Linked DNA regions of Mus musculus: all the other regions are linked to region 2. A link is a contact called in public HiChIP or PLAC-seq and promoter capture Hi-C data. All regions are on one chromosome and are shown on one strand. The core of a region is the stretch at or near the end of the contact, and the rest is flanking DNA. Distances in the headings are between cores, read along the strand shown.

Evidence for each region. Promoter capture Hi-C pulls out the DNA fragments that hold promoters and counts their contacts. HiChIP or PLAC-seq counts read pairs in DNA pulled down with a chosen protein or histone mark.
Region 1: an H3K27ac HiChIP or PLAC-seq map of embryonic stem cells shows a contact between it and region 2, with 4 times the contacts expected there. The contact joins the promoter of Tex261 here to the promoter of Dguok in region 2. A contact is called at or near these places in 1 of 39 promoter capture datasets (neural stem cells), 3 of 484 Hi-C or Micro-C datasets (embryonic stem cells, neutrophils and uterus), 5 of 115 datasets of contacts at active chromatin or transcription factors (the SCID.adh cell line, embryonic stem cells, extraembryonic endoderm stem cells and 2 more) and 2 of 9 other capture datasets (liver and pancreatic islet).
Region 3: a contact with region 2 is called in a FOXA1 HiChIP or PLAC-seq map of pancreatic cancer cells. The contact joins the enhancer-like site here to the promoter of Dguok in region 2. A contact is called at or near these places in 4 of 39 promoter capture datasets (the 3T3-L1 cell line, the C10 cell line, liver and 1 more), 2 of 484 Hi-C or Micro-C datasets (erythroblasts and rod photoreceptor), 4 of 115 datasets of contacts at active chromatin or transcription factors (bone marrow-derived dendritic cells, embryonic stem cells, microglia and 1 more) and 1 of 9 other capture datasets (adipose tissue).
Region 4: a promoter capture Hi-C map of neural stem cells shows a contact between it and region 2. The contact joins the promoter of Loxl3 here to the promoter of Dguok in region 2. A contact is called at or near these places in 4 of 39 promoter capture datasets (the 3T3-L1 cell line, liver, neural stem cells and 1 more), 5 of 484 Hi-C or Micro-C datasets (B cells, embryonic stem cells, muscle stem cells and 1 more), 7 of 115 datasets of contacts at active chromatin or transcription factors (embryonic forebrain, embryonic stem cells, extraembryonic endoderm stem cells and 2 more) and 2 of 9 other capture datasets (adipose tissue and liver).
Region 5: a contact with region 2 is called in an H3K27ac HiChIP or PLAC-seq map of embryonic stem cells, with 3 times the contacts expected there. The contact joins the promoter of Dqx1 here to the promoter of Dguok in region 2. A contact is called at or near these places in 3 of 39 promoter capture datasets (erythroid cells, liver and neutrophils), 4 of 484 Hi-C or Micro-C datasets (CD8 T cells, double positive thymocytes, embryonic stem cells and 1 more), 10 of 115 datasets of contacts at active chromatin or transcription factors (the SCID.adh cell line, astrocytes, bone marrow-derived dendritic cells and 6 more) and 3 of 9 other capture datasets (adipose tissue, liver and pancreatic islet).

What each region holds. Positions count from the first base shown.
Region 1 is chr6:83,774,526-83,777,225 of GRCm38.p6, reverse strand. It overlaps Tex261 (testis expressed gene 261), which reads left to right and starts at 1,414. Exons shown (of 6, transcript NM_009357.2): 1 at 1,414-1,572; 2 at 2,129-2,208. The coding sequence starts at 1,503. Gm52907 (predicted gene, 52907) reads right to left here and starts at 1,291. Exons shown (of 2, transcript NR_168047.1): 1 at 1,000-1,291.
Region 2 is chr6:83,505,599-83,508,298 of GRCm38.p6, reverse strand. It overlaps Dguok (deoxyguanosine kinase), which reads left to right and starts at 1,330. Exons shown (of 7, transcript NM_013764.2): 1 at 1,330-1,551. The coding sequence starts at 1,410.
Region 3 is chr6:83,013,344-83,016,043 of GRCm38.p6, reverse strand. All of the region lies in intron 7 of M1ap (meiosis 1 associated protein), which reads right to left. The region is part of intron 2 of Gm32644 (a long non-coding RNA gene); the gene reads left to right. Among named protein-coding and RNA genes, the nearest start is that of Gm32644, 7.8 kb to the left of the region's middle. Within about 2 kb of position 1,398, at least 157 of the 459 cell types and tissues checked have an H3K27ac peak or open chromatin away from gene starts, as enhancers often do. A contact at or near this core is called in bone marrow-derived dendritic cells, erythroblasts and pancreatic cancer cells, where this site is marked.
Region 4 is chr6:83,032,788-83,035,487 of GRCm38.p6, reverse strand. Loxl3 (lysyl oxidase-like 3) reads right to left here and starts at 1,283. Exons shown (of 14, transcript NM_013586.5): 1 at 1,199-1,283; 2 at 1-33. The coding sequence starts at 6. Dok1 (docking protein 1) reads left to right here and starts at 2,017. Exons shown (of 5, transcript NM_010070.4): 1 at 2,017-2,117; 2 at 2,422-2,700. The coding sequence starts at 2,058.
Region 5 is chr6:83,056,561-83,059,260 of GRCm38.p6, reverse strand. Dqx1 (DEAQ RNA-dependent ATPase) reads right to left here and starts at 1,417. Exons shown (of 12, transcript NM_033606.3): 1 at 1,122-1,417; 2 at 526-831; 3 at 151-344. The coding sequence starts at 753. Aup1 (ancient ubiquitous protein 1) reads right to left here. Exons shown (of 12, transcript NM_007517.4): 8 at 2,617-2,700; 9 at 2,383-2,502; 10 at 2,168-2,283; 11 at 1,867-1,985; 12 at 1,579-1,763. The coding sequence ends at 1,727.

The sequences.
Region 1 (2,700 bases), core at 165-2,664, 270 kb before region 2:
TCTTTGTGTACACTTGTCCTGCTCCCATTGGTTAGGGTATTCAACGGCTGCAGGGAACTTGCCTTTGTCTAAAATTCATGTCTTAACTTGTCTACCAGGATGGGACTTGTTTTGACTAAAATTCATATCTTAACTTGTTAACCAGGATGTCAGCTGCCCACATACCTGTCTCTCTCTGCCAATTAGGAAGTCAGTTCCCAGGGAAGTCTTGGGAACTTAAACTTTACTTGACCCCTACTCAAAATGGAGGGGGGGTCTTATTTTAAATAGTTTCTTATATCTCTTATGTTGGGGTTCATCCCAGGGGCAGCTTATAACAGCAAATCCCATAAAAGCTTATAGTCAGGTGCAGAAAGTATTGTTGGATGGTCACTTCAGACCCAAACTTGCTGTGAGTAACCATGCAAAGCATTTCTATTTAGATTGGTTTCCCAGGGCACAGAACAAAACAGAATACATAACCAATCCTGGCATTAGAAAGTTTCCTAGTAACAGTAGAAACATGAGCAAGTTTCCTTATAATGGCAGGCTGGCCAGGTGACAGTTACCTAGGCCTTAATATTGTACCTAGTCCTTAACATATAATATCTACCATTCCAGCACTCAAAACTACTTAGTGTCACCAAGGCCAGCCTGGAGGCACATAAGGCTGTTTCAAAAAAAGAAAAGATCTTTGCATGATGTTTCTACACCTTTAATCCCAGGATTTGGGATAAAGCAGAGGCAGGCTGGTCTCTGTGAGTTCAAGGTTAGCCTGATTTACATAGCAGGTTGCAGGACTACATAGAGACCCTTAATCAAAACAGACAAAACCAAAACCAAAGTTATATTTTGCCCTAGTACGGAGACTCCACACATCTGAAACCCTACCAATTGAGAGCTGGAGATGGGAGAGTTGACAGTTCAAAGGCCAGCCTGAGCTATGAGACCCTCCCTTTCTGAAAATAACAAACAAAAAGTTTGTTTGAGATAAGAGGCTTGTTGGCACTCTGAGCTTACCTGTGTCAGCCACTAGGTGGTGCTCTCTCAGATGATTACCTGCGGTGTCGCAAGTACAGTCAGTGCTTAGCTGTTGCTTTAGTCCCCACGCAAAAGTGAAGACCTGCATTGCAAAAGACCTCAGCCTAGAGGGAGAGTTAAGGCTGAAGGTGACCATTTAAAGGCACCTGGGATTCCAGATTATGCGGCTTCCTAGTGTGTGACCTGAGAGAAGGGAATCTTCCTCTCCCAGAAAATTAGGATCCAAGGCTGTGCGGAGCAGGCTTGAGCCAGGATTGGTTCCAATCAATCTGGGCTCTGTGTAGGCGCTCCGTACCGGGTGCAGCGCGATTTCGATCCTCCGAGCCGGTTAGCGGCGCTCGCGGGCTTGGCGGGGGCGCAGGGGCCGCGGCGCTCCGCCCTGCTCCTCTCGGCGTCCTCTGGGCGGGGACAGCACGGCGGCGGCCGCTCAGTGTCGCGGGAGCCGGACCGCGCAGGCCCGTCCCGGCGGCCCGGGGGGCGCCATGTGGTTCATGTACGTGCTGAGCTGGCTGTCGCTGTTCATCCAGGTGGCATTCATCACTCTGGCCGTCGGTGAGAGCGCTGACCCGGGCCGCGCGCGCCCCGATGCCCCGAGCCGCCAACCGCTGCTGCTCTTTGCAGCTGGGCGCTGACGACCCCGAGCTGGTCCTACTGGACCTCTGCGGAACCTTCCGGTGGGGATGCTTGGTTCCCGAGACGCATCCTTGCTCTTGGAGCCCTGAGCTCCCTACTCAGCCTGTCCCCTCCAGCTGGGACAGGGGGAAGGCCCCTGTCTGTCTCACCCGGCTGTGTGCTAGTGTACAGCACCCGGCCTGTAAACTAAGTGTTCTGCAGGTGTTGATTGACGAGTGAAGTTTAAGGTTCCCGGAACAGAGGTTAACTTTATGCTGTGCGGTCAAATCCAATATTTCTACAGTTGTCTTGGCAAAGTTCTATCTACTTGTGCAGATGAGAAGGACATCCCAGGGGTGCTTTGGCTTGTTCCCGACTTCCTGGAGTCTGAGGAGGGTTGGTGGGGGACTACAGGATGAGCAGGCTGGTGGGAGTGTCCCTGGCTGATCTCTTCCTGTTTGTCCCCCTCCCTCTGGGACCCCCTTCTCCTACCCAGCGGCTGGACTGTACTACCTTGCAGAGCTGATAGAAGAGTACACGGTGGCCACCAGCCGAATCATCAAATACATGATCTGGGTAAGTGGCCGCTTTTCCCTGGAGTAGTCACCCAGGGCTTGTTTGCCCTACATCAGAAACAGGAAGTGGGGACTGTTTGAGCTGGGGCTGTTTTGGTGCTGAGAACCCAGGATCTGAGGGTGTCCCACTTGCTTCCCTGCCCTGCAGTCTGCACTCCTGGGTCCAGATCACCCCTGGCCCTCCAGCCTCAGGTGGCATAGTTTCACAACCTACTGCCATTCCTTAAGGTGACAGTGCAGATATTTCATTGATAGGTATTCATGGCTTCGCTTTCCTGTGTCTGTCTCACAGTGTCCACGGTCTCTAACACCAGGTCCCCAATCCCAGCCCAGGCTTAGAACTTATAGGGACAATAAGGACAGTTTGTAACGCTTAGTTAGCTATTGCCCTCTCTCCACTCAGTGTCATTTGTCCTAAGGGAGAATGTCCAGCCCTTTCTCTTCCCTCATGGAGGTTTCTTTTCCTGAAGACTTGGTCCCTGTCCCTGTTAGA
Region 2 (2,700 bases), core at 81-2,580:
GTATTTCTGCACAGTGATGGTTACTGGTGTGTGGCAGTGGCAATGGATAGAATTTAGCGGCTCCGATCTCCACGAGAATCCTACCTAGATTATAGTTGTTGTAGCCAAGGCTAAGTGCAGTGGTCAGAGGACACCTTTCAGGTGGTGGTTCTCTCATTTCACCACGTGGGACCTGAGGATTGTGACCCTGTGGTGAACAGGCTTAGCAGCAAGTGCCTTTAGTCAACTTGCAAGCCCCCTCCTCCTTTTTGAGCTAGTCTCGTACATCCCAAGATGGCCTCCAATGCACTGTGTAGCCAAGGATGACTGAACTTCTGAGCCTCCTACCTCCACCTCTCAAGTTCTAGGATTACAGGCGTGTGCCACCATACTGGAGTTCTCTGCTCCAGATCCAGCCCACAGCTTTGTGTGTGCTAGGCTCCACAGGTCACATCTTTCCAACAACTGCAGGACTGTAGATTTTATGTTTCAGAAAGTCTCTTCCATGCCTCCTCTCCCCTCACTCACTGCATATAGTCCTGTACATGTCTCCTCTCCAGGATTCATTCTTACAGAGCCAATACCATGCTTAATCCAACTCGTTATCCTGATGAGATTCCTCCAAGTGAACATTTACCTATTTAAAGGTCAAAATAAAATGGGGTGTGATAAAATAAATGGTCCAACATTGTGCTGACAGTTACACAGGATGCGAAACATTACTTGTGTAAGTTATTGGATTGTTCCCTTCCTGCTTAAAACAGTCCAGTCTCTTCCTGTAGGCAATAAAGTCCCAAAGTATGGAGGAAGAAGGCATTTATCTTAGGGCCAGTGAGACGGCTCAGCAGGTAAAAACACTAGCTGCCAAGACTGATAGCCTGAGTTTGAGCAGACTCTTATAAGTCGTCCTGACCTCTACAAGTGCGCCATTAATGAGTAAGTAAAATGATACGTAATGAGCATGCTGGAACACACATTGTAGGCTCACCACTTGGGACGGGGAGGCAGGAGGACCAACTGCACTACATGAGACCTTGTCTCAAAATATCAAAATAAATAAGTATAACAAGATTTTTGTTGTTCTGTTTTTCAAGACAGGGTTTCTTTGTGTAGCCCTGACTGTCCTGCGACTCACCCTGTACACCATACTAATATGCAATATACACATATTAATTAAAACGATGAGAGGGCTACGGACGCCTGAACTCTACTTCAGCACACCCTCCTACACCACAACACCGAGACACTCCCACATCGTCCCTGCAAATGTCGCGAGAACAGAGCAGCTCCTGCGGCCTCACCCGCCTAGAGAGCTAAAACCAGCCACTTCCTGCCTGACGGCCCTCTGACGTCAAAGGTGCGCTGGCGTCGCTTGATCGCAGGCGGAAGTGCTCTCGGCGGAAGTGCCCGCCTTGCTCGGCTTGGGTAGGATGGCTGCAGGTCGGTTCCTTCTGCGTCGTCTCCGAGCGTCTTTCCGTTCCCCGCTGCGGAACGCGCTCGTGGACGCGCCACACGCCAGGGCCATGCACGACGGGGGCGGCCCCCGAAGGCTCTGCATTGAAGGCAACATCGGTAAGGGCCAGAAAGTGGCTGTCGAGCCTTGGCCTCCGCCGAGTAGGTGGCTGAGAGGCTGGGAAAAGAAGTTGGCCTCAGATCTGTCCCACCCTGCCCACCTGACCCCTTCTGCTGCCACCGCCCAACCTGCCGGCCGGTTCTGCATGTCAGGCCTTTCTCCCACAGTGCACCGCGGGTTTTGATTTTGGGAGACATTGGGCCCCAGTACCCGCCCACCTACTCACCCACGGGGACGTAATAGCCTGACGCAGGCTTTAGATAGCCCCAGAATTATACTGGTTTACTGGCATGTTTCATTCGCTAGAAATAGATGCGACAGTGTGCCGGTTCTTTTCCTAAAATAGCATCACCAGATTTAGCAAAAATAAAAATAAATGTCCAGTTTACATAGTTTAAGATAATTTTGGTGTGTCACATGCAGTATTTGGGGCATACACTTAAAAAATGAGCCATTGTTTATTTAGACTTTTTTTTTTTTTTTTTTTCCCCTGAGACAAGGTTTCTCTGTGTAGCGTTGACTGTCCTGGAACCCGCTCTGTAGACCAGGCTGGCCTAGAACTCAGAAGAGATCCGCCTGCCCCTTGCCTCCCTTGTGCTGGGATTAAGGGGATGTGGCACCACCGCCTGGCTTAGATCAATTCTTAACAGATTCCATTTTCACTATTTTGCTGTACCCCCATGTTAATTGCACTACAAATTATTATGACAGTGTTCTATTGTTTTGAAACAGTCACTGTGTAGCCCTAGCTGGCTTGGATCTTGCTATTTAGACCAAGCTGGGCTCAAACTCACAGAAAGTTGCCTGCCTGGTTAGGAAGGATCATGCTTCTTAAATTTAGAAATAGATACTTATTATATATTTTGTTATAAGTAACCCAGTATCTTAAAAAACAAAAAAGCAACATGGAAGGAAAATGGCTCAACTCACTGTTGCTGAATTCTGAGGGTACTTAGCTCTGCACAGATGCTGATAATGCTATCAGGTGTGGGCTGCTCAAGACATTCTAGCAGCAAATAGTTTCTCGTTTTATTCATTCAGCAAATCGCCCTTTGAGTGTCTTCTCTGTGCTGGCACTGTTCCTTGACCCTACGGATACAGCCATGACCAGATCAAATAAAAATTCTGCACTTTAATAGGAAGTGATA
Region 3 (2,700 bases), core at 149-2,648, 490 kb after region 2:
CCAAGTCAGTTACCTGTTAAGAACACTCTGCCCTGCCTACTCTTGTCCAGCTGCCTGCAGCTATGCACTGTGTTCCTGGTTTCAGGCCTTTGTGAGCCGTCGCCCATGCTGGTGTGGGTTTTTGGTAATGCAGCTGTCTCTGAGTCATTTCTGTTCCTGTAAGTAACCCCTTGCCCATATTCCCCTAAGGAATCCCAATAGAACTCATTGATTCACCAAACTGGACTTTAGTGGTGTCTCTACTTTGGTCTGTCATCAATTTCCTATGTAGAATGGAGAGATGTTTGTTCTTGTCTCCAAGAACTGTTATCATATAATATAAAGACAGAGAATACTATTGATCAGAAAGACTGGGTAAATCTTTTCTGATGAAAGTCAGATACCCAAATAAAACAAACTTTGAGGAAGACAGAAATGGAGCAAATTTCAGAACAGAACAGAACAGAACAGAACAAAACAAAACAAAAAACCAGGGAATGGAAAGTACACTTCTGACTGCATTTGACTAAGGCTTAAAGCATTGTGCAAAGTGTAGATGGAAAGGTTATGTAACTTTTACAGCCGAGGAGCCTGATAGGTTGACACCAATGGCTAGGATCTGATTAGTGCAGCATGTGTCTTGTCCAGAAAGCTGCTGCAAATGAAGAGGTGGAGGAGAGGGAATATCAAACACACTCACCTATACTCTGACTTGTGCGGAAGCTCATGAACCTGGCAGTGAAAACACGGAGTGGCTGGGGTGAATTAGAGACTGTGCTGTGTGTGTGTAGTCGGGTGACAAAGGTGGATGAGAGCTCATGATAACAACTACGTCTGCATCTAGAGATCACCTCAGACCGCTTCTCCCTCCCAGGACAGTCAGAGAAGCTAGATAGTGTGGAATCTATGTTATGTGAAGAGAATACAATGGGAAATGTATAAAGCTGGTCCTTGAATACTGACAAAGAAGTACAGATTTAATGGTACAATTATAGTCTCTAGAGGAGAAAGATCCAGAGAGAGGTAGGAATTAGGCTAGCTCCATTTCCCTGAGGGCATACGTTGACTTTGAGTGGGAGGGGATGGTGGTAGTCATAGTGGTGGAGCTCAGAATCTAGGATTCCTATCTGTTAAGAGATGTTTACAAGGAAGCAGATCTTTTGGCAGAGATCTGCTGGTGGGGTAGGGTGTGACTCAAGCCAGTTTTCCACTTAGGACATTTGTGATATACTAGAGTTAAATGGATTTGGAGGCAGAAATTCGTGAGAGAAGCTAAGTGTTTAAGGAGACTTGGGTGGAAATGATCAGGGTTGAGACCTTTTAGGGTGAGGAGAGACACGCAGCACACCAGGCTTGTCGCTGAAAGCTCTGGAAGATAGGCTGAGCTGTAGCAGGATGGCTGCCCAGCTGTGACTCAGCACGGTACCCGAGTGCTCTATCTGCCTGGTGCAGGGAAGGGCGAGCCCTCTCTACCAACTGAAGCCTCTATAATACACTTATTCACAAGGTGAGGCTTTTACTAAATATTGTTATGTTAAAAAAAAAAAGTCATGTAGGACTGTAAGTTTGAAAACCAAAAGACAAAAGAAAGAATAAAAACAAAGGCACCGATTAAGGCTTAACCGTAAAGAGTCTTAAATGCTTAAAACTGCATGTGTTTGTTTGTATGGGTGTATGTGTGAGTGTGTTTGTGTGTCTGTGTGAGTTGTGTGTGTTTGTGTGTATGTGTGTGTGTGTGAAAGAGAGAGGAGAGAGGTGGGGGTGGGTGGGGTGTGGGAGTGATTGCAAGTATAGATTCTCTCCACTGTGGAGGTCCCAGGGATCAAATTCTGGTCATTAGGCTTGAACTGACTCCTGTAAGTTGTCCTCTGATCTTTACATTTGTGAGTGAGTTCTCACACACACAGACACACATACACACACACAAACAATGTAATGATATTGAAAGGAAACAATAAGAGCCAGGCACGATGAGACATGCCTTTAATCCCAGCGCTCAGGAAGCAGCAGCAGGTGGATCACTGTGAGTTCGAGGCCAGCCTGGTCTATATAGCAATTACAGGAAGGCCAAGACTATGTAGACGCTGTCTGAAAAAATCAAAACAGGAAAAAAAGAAAACAGGAGGAAACAAATGGAAATTATAAAAGTAGTAGCCAACAACTCTGTGTAAACCACACGCCAGATATGTGCCAGGTTTACACATGTAGTTCTAAGCACTCAAAAATATGCAAGGCACTTTTTATAGTTTCGGTTAGATGTGACAGAGACAAGAGCTGCTAGCGTGTCTCAGATGTGCCTCTTCCCTTTCTTTCTCTCCTGCTGACCGCTCACAGAAGCCTTGCTAGCGCTGGCCTTGAATATTTTACACAAGACCTCACAATGCTGCAAATTATGTCAGAGAAGCTAAGTCAGTGTAGACTCTGTGGCTGAGTGGGAGGAGGAAGGCAAAGAACAGGCCCAGAGGATGTGGTGAGAGTGACTGTGTGTGCACGCATGTGTGTAAAAGGGCTTAGGGACAGCATCTCTGGGTTACAGATAATTATTGAGTGAAGGAGAAAAGTCTATTCATTTCTATGCCATTGTAGTTATAAGAGGGCTCTTCTCTGGTGTTTTTGAAAACACAAATTAATTAGTTAAAAATTTCTTTTGGGTCACTGAATAATGTTTTTTAATATGTCATCCTGTAGGCACTAGACCGCAGGAGGTCACTGTGTTTGTTA
Region 4 (2,700 bases), core at 34-2,533, 470 kb after region 2:
TCTCATGGCGGGTGGGGCCCAAGGAGGGGGGCACTAAGGGACAGAGAAGGAGAGACACACACACTGAATGAGGGTAGGAACACAAAGAAAACAGGCACAGCCCTAGAGACCTAGATTGGGGGCGAGGGAGACTCTCCTTTCCCTTTGCAAATAATAAAACTTATAACTTGTGGTTAGTGTCCCACCATAACCTTCCCTGGTTTGGCCATCATTACCACCAACACCATCATCTCTATTTACTTTCATCCATGGGGTGGGTATGGGTTAGAGATGGAGAGTCTACGGATGGGTTGGGTAAACAGAGATATTGGGAAGAGACACAGAGAGGACGACCCAGACAGGATGTGACAGGAAGGGAGACTGTGGGAACGAAGGGGAAAAAACAGAAAGGCACGGGGTGAGAGACACATTGAATATGGATAGATGGTTTTAATCAAACCAAAAAAACCAAAGCACAGAGTAATGGGGAATGACACAGAGAGGCAAAAACCATGAGGAGAGGGAATAAAAGCCAAGGTGCAGGCACAGGAGAAATGACAGCAAGACCCATGCAGTTAGACAGACAGATGGCATCACAGGCAAGGGGAGCCTGGGAGCCCAGCCCTGGAAATCTCAGCACTATGAATGAGAAGACTCTTCAGTTTCCTATGGGGGCAGATGCCCATGCAGGAAGGGCCGAGGCTAACCGGAGTAGGAGAACCTTCTGCCACCCTCCCTAGCACATGGGCTGGCAAATATGCTGCAGGGTCAGGGACTCCAGGAGACCTAGGCTTCAAGCTGGGCAGGGTTTGGTATGGAGTTATCCAAGCTCCCTGGAACACCTCTTTTTCTGTCACTGGGCAACCAGAAGCTAGGGCTAGCTCCCCAGCTCAGGCCTTCTCTATCCGAGGCTGAAAACAGTCCTCCACAGTAAGGGGGGCCCTCCATTGCTTCCCCCAACTCAGACAAGACAGCTTTGTTCTGGGGGCATTTGGCTCCGAAGCCCTGGTGTTCAGCGTAGGGCCTGCAAATTGCACCCTGAAGCCTCCATCCCCAACAGTTTGCTCAGCTTTCCACTCTTCTGTTTCGCTCCTTGACCAATAATAAAACTGTCAGTTGGTTGGCTTTCCCGACTCCATCCCAAATCAGCGTTTCTCCTGGTCCACCATCCTCTCCATCCCCAACTCCTCTTCCCGCTGGCCAGCAGTAACTCCCCTACCTTCGACTAGGCACAACTCCAGAGGCTGGAAGCAGAGTCCTGGTCCTGGAGATTACTTTCAGGACTTCTCAGAAAAAAAGTGTTCGGCCAGGGGAGACTGGACCCCCCCTTCCTCTCCCCTCTTCGTTGGTCCCTCCCACGTCCCCTAGAGCCCTCCCACATTCCGCTTTCTCCCTCCATTCCGGCCAGGCCAGTTCCCTCCTCTAGATCTTCCCCTCCCCTGTGGAGCTGGCTGCAGCCACGCCACCCCCTCCCACTCCTCCCGGCTCAATGAAGCTTTCTTTTCCCGCAGGTTGGAGGCCCGGCAGCCGTATTCAGGGTGCTTGACTTGCAAACGGTTTCGGGACAGCAGGACGGCCCCTGTGGCAACGGGAAGCTTTCCAGCCCGTAGCCGTTCCTCCACATCCCCAACTAGACAGAGTATCAACAACAGTCCAGTCCAATTCCCGGGCTGGGCCATGAGAAAAGGTCCCACAAAGAAAACTATTGTCCCGATGGCTCCCTTGGTCATTATGGCGCCCCCGAGGTGCCTGCAGGTGATGTCACGGCCTTCACTCTGATGTCACGTTAAACATATGTCGTCACTCTCAGCTTCCACCCCCCAGGCACTAGGGCCCCTGGTTGGTGATCACCGCTTCCCTGAGTGGTGCCACTGTGTGCACCACTAAAGATAAAGGCTTTAGTGAGCTCTCCCTGAGTTCTTCCTGATGGCTCGTTTTCCTCCAAGCCCTCCGCTCCCCCATCACCGCCGCAGGGGCCGGGGAGGGGCGGGCACGCCTCCGGCACCCTGCAGCCTCGCCCCGCCCCGCCCCGCCCCCAGCCCTCCGGGCCAGGAAGCGCGGAAGGAATCGCCTGGGCCATGGACGGGGCTGTGATGGAGGGTCCGCTTTTTCTGCAGAGTCAGCGCTTCGGGACCAAGGTAGTTTGTTTGTGGCGTGGGGGATGGCGAAACCCCTCTGGACTAGAAGTGGGTGAAAGAATCCAGAAAGAGGGAAGGGGCCGGAAGAAGGTCGGAACGGCGCGCGGGCAATTGTAGATCCCCAAGACGTTCCCTTAAAAGTCTCGGGCTGTGCCCTCCTTGGTGCGGTCTTGGGATGCCATTATCTTTGGGAAAGTAGCTCAGCCTGGGAAGCCCCAGACTCAGATCGGCCTTCATGGGTCTCTTCTTCCTTGTGGGGCGCGTGCTACCACCGCGCACTCTCGAGTCTTTCGTTCTTTCCCAGAGGTGGAGGAAAACTTGGGCTGTGCTTTACCCAGCCAGTCCTCACGGCGTGGCGCGGCTGGAATTCTTTGATCACAAGGGGTCGAGCTCTAGAGGGGGTCGAGGCGGCTCTCGCCGTCTAGACTGCAAGATGATACGCCTGGCTGAATGTGTGAGCGTGGTGCCGGTGACTGTGGAGAGTCCCCCTGAGCCCGGCGCTGTTGCCTTCCGCCTGGACACCGCACAGCGCTCGCACCTGCTGGCGGCGGACGCCGTATCCAGCACCGCCTGGGTGCAGACT
Region 5 (2,700 bases), core at 168-2,667, 450 kb after region 2:
TATATCCTGTATCTTGTGGTAGGGGAGTGAGGTTTGTATCACATGACTCCATTGCAGGTTGAGCTGAGGGTATAAGGAGATAATAGGCAGTTGGGTTTGTCTCCACTCCACAGGGGGAGTTAAGCTCAGGTCAGACTGCAGATGGCCCACCTGAGCATGGTGTTGGGCCCAGTACAGTCTTCCTGAGGGATGCTGTATCCAATCTCATGACCCAGGGTCAGGTCCATCTCATCAGCCACCCTTGAAGCCAGGCTCATGGCTGCCAGAGGGTAGGGCTGAGTGACTGTAACCTGTCCTGTCTGGAATCCTCTGGCCAGCGCAAACTCTGCACACCACTGAGGAATCTGGGGTAGGGAGAGGGAATGTGTCAGAGGACTGGAGAACCTCAGACAACTATGGCCAGCTGAACTGGGATCCCTGAACCTTACCACCCAGTGGGTCAGCCTCGCCCACATCCCCTCTCCTTTACCCAGGCAAAAGCACATTTAACCCTGCCCTTTGTCCACTCCCAGAATCTTCCTCCACCTGGGTGCTCTTGCCAGAGCCAGGGTCCCCAGATACCAGCACCACTCCAGTGGGGCTACTCTCCAAATGCTCCAAGAACAGGAAGCGAGCAGCCCAGATGGGCAGGGCTCTACGCTGCTCAAGCAGCTCATAGTAGCAGGAGGAGAAGGGGAGCCCATCAAAGGGGTTCACAGCCAGCTCAGACTCCCCAGGACTCAGTTCAGACTCTTCTGCCAGCCCAGAGGCCATGGTGGCTGCTCATAGAACCTACGAAAAGCAGGGCAGCCAGTAAGGCCTTGGGTCTGGTGACTGATACTGAATTCCCATCTCAGCTTGATCCCCAACGTTATCCCACAGGGGAGAATGCCTTGGGGTCCATCCTTCCCAGGAAACCGTGCTGGGTGTCTCTAAGAGGACATCACCAGTGGACTTTCACCCTGTTTGTAGCTGGGATCCCTGAGTAGTAAAGATCTGTGACTAGCACAGGGACCCACGGTGGCAGCAGGAGCTACAAGAAGCAGTCATCTGTGGGAAAGGCCCAAGTGGGGAAAAGTAAGAAATCTGGAGATGAGAGAAGGGGACAGTAGGTAGGGCCATTAATGATTCTGGATTCAAACCTGCCAGCAGCTCTGGGACACGGTCAGGATGGCAGCCAGTTCTGGACACACCCAGCCAGGCACACCAACCCAGGCCTCCCTGGAGTACAAAGGTAAATTCCGGCCCCATCCGGGAGGCTGAGCTCAAACTCCAATCCCAGAGCTTTATTTTGGGGGGAGGGGCCTTTTGCTCCACCTTGGTCAGCTTAGCTAGGAACCTATGGAAAGCAGGTTCCTGATGCCACCCTGAGCTTGTATAACTGAGCCTATATGACTATAGTCATGAAATGCATTCTGGGACTTGTAGTTTTGGAGTGACAGCCTACACTATAATTGAGCTGGGATCCAGTTGTTTTGTCTTCAGTTTAGTGTAATTTCACAGTTCCATTTTGACCATTCTCACCCATATTGTAGTCTTCAACCCAGGAAAAGAAACCTGCTCAAGGGGCTTTTGAAACCCAAAGAGGCAACAGAGACCTTGAGTGAAAACCCTGAATTTAATGTGAGATTGGGGGAGCCCCATCCCTCCCTTTTTACCACCCACTCATCCGGCCTGTTGTTAGCTGGGTGAGGGCTGCCCCCAGTCTCCGTCCTGCGGCTCTGGGTACCATCCTGTTCCTTTGGGCTCATTCAGCCTCCTGGGCCTGTCTCTCTCTGAATCTCCTGTGGGACATGGGGGAGAGAGTGTATAGGCTTTGTCACATCAGCTTCATCAGGCCTTTCTCCAACTTGTTCTTTCTCACATATTGTCCTCTAACCCTCTCACCTTCTTGCATATTCATACAGTGCCTGCTTGCGCTCCTGCAGGCTCTCCTGACGGGCCCAGGAAGACTTGGCAAACGTTAGGGCTGTGGGCTGAGGGGTCGCCAGGCCCGAGCTGGGGAACTGAGGTGATCACAATGTCAGAGGGCTTGCGAAGTCATCATCATTATACACCCATCGAATGCCTACTTTGCAAGAGAGGCACTGTGCTAGGGTCTCAACATCAAGGCGAGAAGTCAGGGAGAGGGAGCAGAGACTGCCCAGACCTGCCCTTAAGTCTTGGCCTTGACTACTCCAGGTCTCACCTTTGGGGCAGAGGGTGCAGGCGGGGACTGAGATCCCTCAGTGACATCTTCAGGCATGAAAGCCACAGCCCCCTCGAGCAGGTTTGTGATGGTCAAGTCTACACACCCAGTCCTGGCTGGGAAGAGAGGGGCAGAGTGTCCACTCCCTGTACCCCTTCTCTGTTGAGACCCATTTTCCTGTGTCTGCCATTCTGTGATGCTACCCTTTCCCATACCCAGGTCTCTCTGGATGACATTCAATGGCACATGGGGCAGAACCTCCTTGACTCTGTGAGCGAGAGTGGTCAGCTGCACATCAGAAGAAGGGCTGGGAGGAGAAGGAAAAGAAGACTGCACTGTTTAAAAGAAAAAAAAATGAGGTGAGTGGATTACTGAGAGAGGCAGACACGCGTAAGGAGGGAAGCAAAACCACCAAGCGCAGCAAGCATCTTTGTGCCCAGATCACACACCTGACTGGGGGCGTAATCTGGGGTGTCTTTGTCGCTTCATGTGTTCTGCTTTGTCTGCTGGAGTGAGCCGTGTCCCTATCTGGC